3 separate regions of the Gossypium hirsutum genome follow, and all the other regions are linked to region 3. A link is a contact called in public Hi-C data. All regions are on one chromosome and are shown on one strand. The core of a region is the stretch at or near the end of the contact, and the rest is flanking DNA. Distances in the headings are between cores, read along the strand shown. Region 1 has its middle 18 kb from the start of LOC107895435. Region 2 overlaps LOC107896397 (a long non-coding RNA gene). Region 3 has its middle 4.8 kb from the start of LOC121208850.

Region 1 (3,269 bases), core at 593-3,092, 51 kb after region 3:
CAAAATTTATATATAAAATTTGATTTAATTTATAATTTAATATATGAATTTTAGTGATTTTGATTCAATTATATAAATGAAATTTTAATTTTAATTTAAATATACTCATTTTTATATTAGATAATTATAATTATTTGTGTGTGTATTAAGTAAACATAAAATAATGTCACATTGATAATAAATTAGTGATTTATAAAAATTAAATTAAAATCATACACTTATACAAAATAAAAAGTCATATATAATATTACATATTTAAACTAAATTCATGAATAATTTTGGTATTTGTGTTATTGTAATCCACTCTCTTCCTACAGTCTCCTTCATTGTTACTAATCATGAAAAATATTTGCAAATTGCAATTGGGTGCCTGTAATCTCTAAGGCAATAAAGAAAACAAAATGATGAAACCTGAAGAATAAACATTCCTCTAACCTACTTCCCTAACTCAATTTCCCTGTAAGACAATCATGTGCATATTTAATATTGGAAGTGAAAACCATGGATAAAAAAAATCTATCAAAATTTTAAAAAAAATTCTATTTGCACTTCTTTTTCAAATTTGATGTTTGAACTATTATTGGAACAAATAACTTAGTTTATAGTTAGAAAACAATTTCATTTTAATTTCTGTTAAAATAAAAGTTGGAACAAAATCGAAAAGAATAGATTGAAGGTAAAAGTAAAGTAATGAATAAAGTAAGGAAATATAACATACAATATTTGTTAACGCAGTTACAATTCACCAATCCTAATCACTCTTCTTAAAATATCTCACTTTCAATCCAAGTCTCTCCAATAAAACTTAACAAGAGTGTCGAAAATACTAAGTTAGAGAATAACAAAACAATTACTCAATAAAACACTCAAAAAATGTGATACAAGCAACCTATTTATAGGCTGATACAACCTGCCCCTTTGATAGTTTTTTGATAAACTTTAATTTCTCATTCAAAAGCTAAAATTATCCCATTAATTATCTTAAGTATTTATGACGTAAAAACTTTTTATAAACAAATATTTTTTTAACTTCAAAATTATCTCAAGTGATAAGGATAATGATAAGTTTCTCCAAATCAATTTGCTCATAACATGTATTAGCATGAAATTACTTCCTCATTCACTGCTCAACAAGATTAAAACATAACTATGTCATTAAAAAATCAAATATGTTAATTCGAAAATTTTGACTACAATAAAATTATTATTTTATCTACTCTTCCAACATTTCAAAAGGAAAATTTCATGAAAACAAAAGCTTTAAAAATAATTTTAATAAAAAACCCGATGTCTCTTTAAATTTTATGAAAAAAAAAGTAATATTAAAATAAATTTATCTATTCTATTTTAAAATTAATCATTGAATAAATTTAACTATCCAATACAGAAAGGTTAAAAGAAATTATAAAAATGTAATTATGAAATGGGGAAGAAAGGTCCACAAAAACTCACTCATTACATTTTGCAGGATTGACCATGACTTTTCATTGTAATTAGGGCCACACCCCAAATTTTAATTGACTATTTATCTCTATACATTTACAAACTGACAAAAACACTCATTGAAAAATACTTGGCTCTGAAAAAGTCACCTTTTTGAGGTTGACTATAATTAGAGGGAAGAAAAATATGATCTCTGATGATTGATTGTGGACCATTCACTAACTTCACTGCCTTCCTACCCCTTTGTTGATTGCTTTGCTTGAAACTTTGAAAGTTGAACAAATCCATTTTCAGAACTTTTGCAGTATTTTCTGCAACTAAAGGACAGCTACATAAAGTTTTCAACTTCAACCACAGATGGTTAGGTCCATTTGAAGCTTCTGGTCTCAATCCCCTATAACATGGTGGGCTTGTGGGTTTTAACCTCTGATTTGGGCTGCACCTATTGTTTTGCCTTTCTCTACAACTCACTCCAAAAATACAAGTTGGATCAAATTTTAAATATTCATAAATTTCACATCTTAATTCTAAGAACTGTTTGTTTACTATTTTGTCTTTCTTATTTGATTAAGTTACCTACTCTTGATTTAGAGACTAGGTATAGAGAATCCTTTTTAATGTACAAATATGATACCTTTTTTTTTTTTTACTTTGATTGTCATTGTAGATTGGTTTTCTAGGTAAAGCTCTATAAATGTAGGTTCGATCTTTATTATCTAATTTGGTAAACTATAAAAATAGTCATTTTTTGCCTCAGATTACATTTTAGTCCTTTATGTTTGAAATGTTACGTTTTAATAACTTACGTTATCGTTTTATTACGTAGTAGTCACTCTACCGTTAAGCTCCGTTACTTTCCTAAAGGTAGTCCTACGTGAAAATCCAAATGGGTTTCAAATGCCAACTTAGATATTCTACATGGCAGTCCAAATTAAATTTGTTTAATTAAAAACTTATGTTCATCCTAGCATCTGGACATCTAAGTTCGCATTTAAAACCTATTTGGACTGCCACATAGGATTGCCGTTAAGGAGGTAACGAAGTTTAACGGTAGAGTGATCACTTCGTAACAAAAAGATAACGTAAATGATTAAAATATAACATTTCAAATATAAATGACTAAAATGTAATCTAAAGCAAAAAAAATGACTATTTTTATAGTTTACGCTTATTTTATCAATTGTCTTGTACAAATTAACTACGTTGTTCCAGTTGTTGTACTTAATACAGTTTCCATAACTTACTACTAAATGTACTTTCATTTTTAATTTGGAATTCAGAGATGGTAAATTTTTTTAGGGTAAACTATGGTAGAGTTCAACTCTATTCTTTTTTGAATACCCAACAATGAAAAATTACAAAATTATCTCTCAATTATTAATAAATTTTTTTGTTACCTAACTATGAAAAGTCATAAAATGGTTTTTCAATTGTTTAATTTTGTCTTTTTTTTATTTCTAATAGGTTAACGTAAAAATGAAAACACCTAAAAATTTAATATAATTATATTACTAAGAATGAAAAATTAAATAGTTAAGTGACTATTTTATAAATTTTTATAATTAGATAATTACTAAAGTAGTTTACCCAAGATTAATTTAATAATGTATAATCTTCATGGATTTTATCTAGGAGGTGCAACTTTTGGCAAACATTTTATCCCTAGTTATTGGAGGAGAAGATGGAATGACCAATTTTCAGGCATACTGATTCTCATTTGTCACCCACAATTTAATATAGATAAGAACAGCCAAGGATCACAAAATTTATTCTAAAAGAAGGGGACTGTTAAAAAGACATGACATGTAGAGTTTTCTTTAATTCCT
Region 2 (3,214 bases), core at 702-3,201, 54 kb before region 3:
CATTTTCAATCAATATTTTAATTTTTAAACATATTTTTGTAAATTTATATGTTTTTATTTTTTATATTCTGAGTTATTGTTTATTGAAATTTTAGATTGATTTTATTTTATTTTTTTTGTTTTTAAAGATTTTAAAATTTGATTTCAAATATTGTATAATTTTTAAAAAAAAATTCAAAGAATGACAATTAGACACAAGTCATGTATTAGAAAAAATAGTTAATGTGATCCTTGATCGTTTTTATTTGCATTTGTTTGAATAATTTTATTTTAGGTTTTAATTATATCTGTTCTTTTTGACATAATATTTATAACTACTCATAACCCCTCTCTAATACAAAAATAAAAGTATAATGCGCTTCAGCACACTTGAATTCATTTCCTCCTACATTAACAATAATATAAATACAATTAAATTAAGATTCAATTATTTTTATTTATACCTTTTAGAAATAAGAAAACACCAAGAAAAACATTATATATTGGTCCAAATAACAACTTATATTTTAATCTATTTTGTACTTCAAGCTAATGATTTAGTAGTAAGCAACTAGAATATTATCTATTTTAGACATATTGCATTAGGCTTTCTTTATATATTTAATTTTTCGAAAATCGATAAAGTTTTGATTAAATTAAAAATCGAATCAAATTTTAAGCTAGCAATTTTCATTTGCATGTGTAGTTGTTACACAATTTGGGTGATTTTCCATAATCCATATCAATAATTGGAGATGGTAGGATGAATGTCTAAGGAATTGAAGGTCCAATTTTATTGATATGAGCTATCAAGAAATTTAGGCTCATAATTGCATTTCTCCTCCCGAAACTTTCAAGTTGGATCACCAAAATCATTAGTATTCAATTGGTAACGGATGATTTGAAGTTAGAGATAAGGGGCAACGGCCTTATCCCAACCCTACCTCTCAATCTGACTCACATCTCATTACTTCCCTATTTATACGCCTCAAAACCACTTTTCTTATAGCCACAAAAAAAATTAGCACAAACAGAAATAAAACAAGACATGAAAATGACACTTTCCTTTTCCCTTTTCTTTGAGTTTTTGCATTACATTCTGTTGTTTTAATTTTGATTTTCTTCTCAAAAGCATGGATGATATTCATAGATGGATTTATTAGTAATGGTAATGACGTGGATGACACGTTAGTATTTAATGATATAATTTGGGCTACGTCAGATTTTAGTGTGAATATCGATACAATGGTCAAAATGTTACAAATTGATAACATTGTTAATAAACTTCAGTTTGCATTGCCTCTGGACTAATGATTCTGTCCTTTTTTGAGCCCCGGTGTGCTGCTCTTTCAAGCCAAAAGGAGATATTCTACGAGTAGCCACCCTTGAACCTTAAGACAATTTTCTCGAAAAAGATCCAAAAGTAATTTAGACGTTTTGATGCTATTACTTAGGCTATTACTATTCATTTTTTATTGTCAACTTCTAGGTTCTCAAGTAGGTTTAAATCCTACTTGGAGAGCTTCTCTTAACATTATTACTTGGCAAAAGAATAAAAAGGAAATTGATTCGTAACACGAATTGCCGGATGTGATACGATAGATAAAAATATAACAAATTAAAGTTCGTGACGAAAATGTAATTTAAATAATACATAAATAATTATTTTTATAATTAATCTTTTTTTTTTTACATAAAATTTTAAAAATAATAAAATTTAACTTGATAAATTTAATAACTAACATTTGAGTGGGAATCAAACTTCAAAATTCTAAAAATATAAACTCTAAATATAAATAAATTAGAATATAAAAAGTTAAATTAATAATTTACCCCTAATATAACAACTAATAACTTGACCAAAATAAAATGGAAATGTCTTTAACAAAAGACAAATGACTTTCAACGGAGCGTGTGGACCACTTCTCACACGTTTTGTGCGTGCGAGATCCGTCCAACAGTACACGAGTATAAAAAACCGCGGAGGTATAAGACATTGCTTCCTCACGTGCCTAAAAAGAAAACAGAGGCAACCAAAACAATTTCTTTCTTCAAAATATCGCCACTTGGTGTCTCTGATATTATAGTTTTTAATATATCTTTCATCACAAGTATCCACAAATTTATTTTTAGAAGATATTTCGACATTCAAAAATACTAGAGTTTCGTTATATTTTTTTGAATGGTTTAGGTATATCATAATCTGATATATTTTTCATAATCCTATGACTTTTTAAATTTTAAAATTTAAGTCTAACTATTAACACTGTTAAAATTATTTGTTAACTTCAGGTTCATTACAATGTTATTTTGTAGTTACATTATTACCAAGTGAATTTTTTTTTATTTCAAAATGTTATGTCAACTAATTTAGCAAAAAAAAATAGTATTAATAAATTGACCTGAATTTTGAAATCTGAACAAGTAGAGGACTTAAATTCTTAGAAATAAAAGTACAAGGCTCAATTTGTGAAAAATATAGAGACTTATTGCATATTTTAACCTTGTTGAATCATATATGCAGAATCTGTCGAAACCAATTTTTTGAGATCGACTTTGGTTTTTTTTTTTTTTTAAATGTAAATGGGAGTCGCCAACAATTATTTTTTATGAAGTGTGATCAGGTCACCTCAAAATTTGATTGTTTTAATAAAATGTTTGATTTAATAAAACAATGATTTTTGGTATACAAAATCCAAAAAATAGGTTCGGGAGTCAGTTACGCGCGAGGAAGGGTTAGCACCCTCGTTACGCCCAAAATTGGTACCTAATTAATTACTTGATGTCTTTAGTGTCAAGAAACTAAAAATTTGAAAAGAGTTTAAAACACGACCTCGCTTTGCATAATATTATTTTTAATAAAAACGTATGTCAAAAGGGCCTTTATTCTCGAGGTAACAAAAGGTCACATCCTATAAATTAGGACACGATATCTTGAATCCTCGAAAATAAGCTCGCTTTTTATTTTATTATTTAAATAAGTATTATGTATTTTAATTTTAAAATGATATTCGGTCATCTAGGTTCAACGAGAAAGTCGAAACCCCGTAAGTTAGGGCACGGCTTCTGAAATCTCTAACTATGGAACATTGCCTTATTTAAGAAATTTCTTTTTTTGAATAATAACAAGTGTAATATTTAAAACGATAAAGTAACTTAAAATAAATGAAAAATACATGATTGAAAAGACCCGACTTGAAAATGCCCAAAAATAATAAAAGGAATAATAAAATAA
Region 3 (3,088 bases), core at 488-2,987:
CTTTAAAGCTTGGATAAATGATACTCAATTTTACGAAAGCGAAGAAGGATCGTAAACAGAAAGGGAAGGTGTATGTGGACATTAATATCATAAGTCAAAGAAAGAGTGCTCTTGTCGATACAAGGGCATCCGATTTGCTCATATAGAAGAAAGTCATAGGTAAAATTGGTCTCAGTTAGCAAATCAACTAAAATGATCAATATAGTACACTTTAAAAAGGTCCCAACTATGGGAGTGGCATAAGGAGTTGAGCTACAAACTTGTCAGTGGAAAGGCAAGGAAGACTTCGAGGTACCACTTGGATGATTATGACTTTATTCTTGGCTTGAATTTTCTTGACAAGATTAATGCTCTGTTAGTTCTTTTTGCTGATTGTATATGTATCTTGGATACTTGAAAACAAAATTGCATTGTTCCGGTAAGTAGAGACATGAGGGGTGGAACCAAAGTATTGTCAACAATCCAACTAGCTGAGAATATTCATTGTGGAAAGAACATTGACTTGATAGATCAAAGTGCTAAAAAAACCTCTTTGGAAATGCTAGAGGTACAAAAAATCAATATGAAGCCTGTTGAGTTATCAATAGGGCATCCACCTATGAGAGATATGGGTTATGCATCGAACTTTAAAGGAATAGTGGTAATGCAAATTGAGCAGTTGAATAGAGTAAATTCTATGAACGAGGTACATCTCAAACACTTTCCTAGTGTTTTACATTATGACTTACTATTGGCTTGGCAAAGACATAGAGACCCTTTCAAAGTTCTGAAGTGGGTAAGCTAAGGGGCTTACAAATCAGAGTTGGCGACTATACTCAAGGTTAACCCAGTGTTCAATGTGGGCATACCTAAGCTTATATGTGCGGATTAACGGGATCCTAATCGAGACAATTCAAGATGGGAGTAAGTAAGAGCGGTGGGCTCTTGCGAACAAGATAAACAAGAGAAGCATAACTACCTAACAGAGAGATTAGTTGGGAATCAGTTGAAATGTTGAGGCAATTCTAAGACGAGTCAAACTGGTATCATTCTGAGGACATGGTAAGGGCATCACGAGAATAAGTAGAGGAGAATGTCACATTTCATGGATCAAAGCTCCTAATGAATGCATACATAGTGTCCTATAGAGGTCAATTGATTAAATGAACTTCATTTGACTCATTTGAATTGGCCTAATTAAATTTAACTATAGCGAAGTGGATGCGTATGTGGCAATCCATATATACTTCATAAAATTTTAAAATGATTAATAAAATTTTTCAATATTTTCAATAAAGTTTATAAAAATAATTATGCATGTCCACAATAAAGTATACGTAAATTATCACACCAACTATTACATCAATATTGTTAAAATTTTAATAAACCAATAACTTTTTAACATAAAGAAAAGTAATTTAATTAAAATTTGAATGGTGAGGACCAAAATATTCCAAAAATAGTAGGATCAAAGAAATGAAAAAGAAAGATATGGAATATTAAATTTATCATTATGTCAAAATAAAATAAAACTAAAATACTCCTATGTCTTTGGGTTGTATTTTAAAAGAATTGTTATCCCATACATCGTTTAATAGAATAGAAAAACACCAGAAGCGGACGCAAGATGATGCAATAAGAAAATAATAAAATAATTAAAAAAATACCAATAGTGGAGAGAATAATGATAATAGTCGATTTTAAAAGGTATAAAGAAAAATGGTCACATCACTAAAAAGTCAAAGCGTAGTTAGTGGGTGCAGCCCAGATCCAGATATTCTTGACCCATCACTATTACCTTCACAAGAGTCAGGCCCAATATCATTATTTGATGAAGGAATAAAAATATTGGATCCAGGTCCCATTGTTGCTTCAATCCTTTCATTGATTTTTTTTAAATGTTAAATTTAGTTTTTAATATTTATGTTTTTTTATCAATTTATCATTTATCTTTTTTTAGTTAGATTTGACAATTAAACTTTTAAGAAGAGTTAATTTACTATTTCTTAACGGGACTATTGATTAGAACATTAATTTTTTAACGATATTGGCATAAAAACCTTCACGACAGTTTACATATATTTCATGCTGACAAGATACAATTGGTCTCATCAATAAAAAATTTTAAAATTATAAAAATATTCAAAAAAAGAGTATGAAGTACATATGGATTGTCATGTTTAAAAGTTTTAACTTTGTAGTCAATATTTTTGTTAAAAAAACAACAATTTAATTTTTTAAAAGGTTAATGATCAAATTAAACTCTTTTTAAAAGGTTATAAGTCCAATTTAGCTAAAAGTAATAATAGGGGCAAACTGAAAAAAGATGTAAATTTTAAAGGCTAAATTTATTATTATGCCAAAAATTTACATATTATATATTTGATTTTGATATAAAATTATTTATTAAGATTTGTCTAGTGGTTAAATTTTTTGTCTAGCATTTAAATAATACGGGCTTAAACTTTGTTATCCGTTTCTCACTCTTTCAATATTATAATGATAAAAATTTGATATAAAATTATATAGAGATATAATTATTTTTTGGGTGGGATAATATTATGTAAAATTCACGTAATTTCATAAGCTTCCATAACATTTTGTATTATGAATATATTTAATGTTCTGATTGCCATATTGTATGTTCTATTAATAGGAGGATAAGTGTGATTCGACACTCTCGAACCTACATCCTCTTGCATTGACAACAATGTCGATGCTAACCAAATTAAGATTCAGTTAGTTGTAAAAAAAATTCAATCATTAAATATTATTAACAAAAATAATATATTGAATCATATGATAGAAGATATTAGATTGATTTAAAATTATTTCTGTATGAAAAATACAATTATATTGAGAATTTTAACGAATAACTTTTAATAAATGAAAATTTACATAAATAATTGTAGTTGTTTACTTGAAAGTTAGATTTTTCAAGTGGTAGCTATTATTCTTATTATTATTATTACAAATAAATATGGATGTCCATATTCTAACCCTTTCATTAAGGAGATAAAAAACCCCCTCATTCATTATGAAAATAAATATGCAAGTTGCTTAATGTATGTGTTAATGAAGCACTTAAGTGAGCTTCATTTATATGTGT

Evidence for each region. Hi-C and Micro-C count contacts between places; a contact is called where the count stands out from the background.
Region 1: a Hi-C map of leaf shows a contact between it and region 3, with 2.4 times the contacts expected there. The contact joins two enhancer-like sites. A contact is called at or near these places in 11 of 34 Hi-C or Micro-C datasets (callus and leaf).
Region 2: a Hi-C map of leaf shows a contact between it and region 3, with 2.1 times the contacts expected there. The contact joins two enhancer-like sites. A contact is called at or near these places in 6 of 34 Hi-C or Micro-C datasets (callus, leaf and petal).

What each region holds. Positions count from the first base shown.
Region 1 is chrA10:102,102,679-102,105,947 of Gossypium_hirsutum_v2.1, reverse strand. No RefSeq gene overlaps it. Among protein-coding and RNA genes, the nearest start is that of LOC107895435, 18 kb to the right of the region's middle. Within about 2 kb of position 1,842, at least 3 of the 9 cell types and tissues checked have an H3K27ac peak or open chromatin away from gene starts, as enhancers often do. A contact at or near this core is called in leaf, where this site is marked.
Region 2 is chrA10:102,207,093-102,210,306 of Gossypium_hirsutum_v2.1, reverse strand. It overlaps LOC107896397 (a long non-coding RNA gene), which reads left to right. Exons shown (of 3, transcript XR_001683743.2): 3 at 1-1,560. Among protein-coding and RNA genes, the nearest start is that of LOC107896397, 5.2 kb to the left of the region's middle. Within about 2 kb of position 1,951, at least 6 of the 9 cell types and tissues checked have an H3K27ac peak or open chromatin away from gene starts, as enhancers often do. A contact at or near this core is called in leaf, where this site is marked.
Region 3 is chrA10:102,153,455-102,156,542 of Gossypium_hirsutum_v2.1, reverse strand. No RefSeq gene overlaps it. Among protein-coding and RNA genes, the nearest start is that of LOC121208850, 4.8 kb to the left of the region's middle. Within about 2 kb of position 1,737, at least 2 of the 9 cell types and tissues checked have an H3K27ac peak or open chromatin away from gene starts, as enhancers often do. A contact at or near this core is called in leaf, where this site is marked.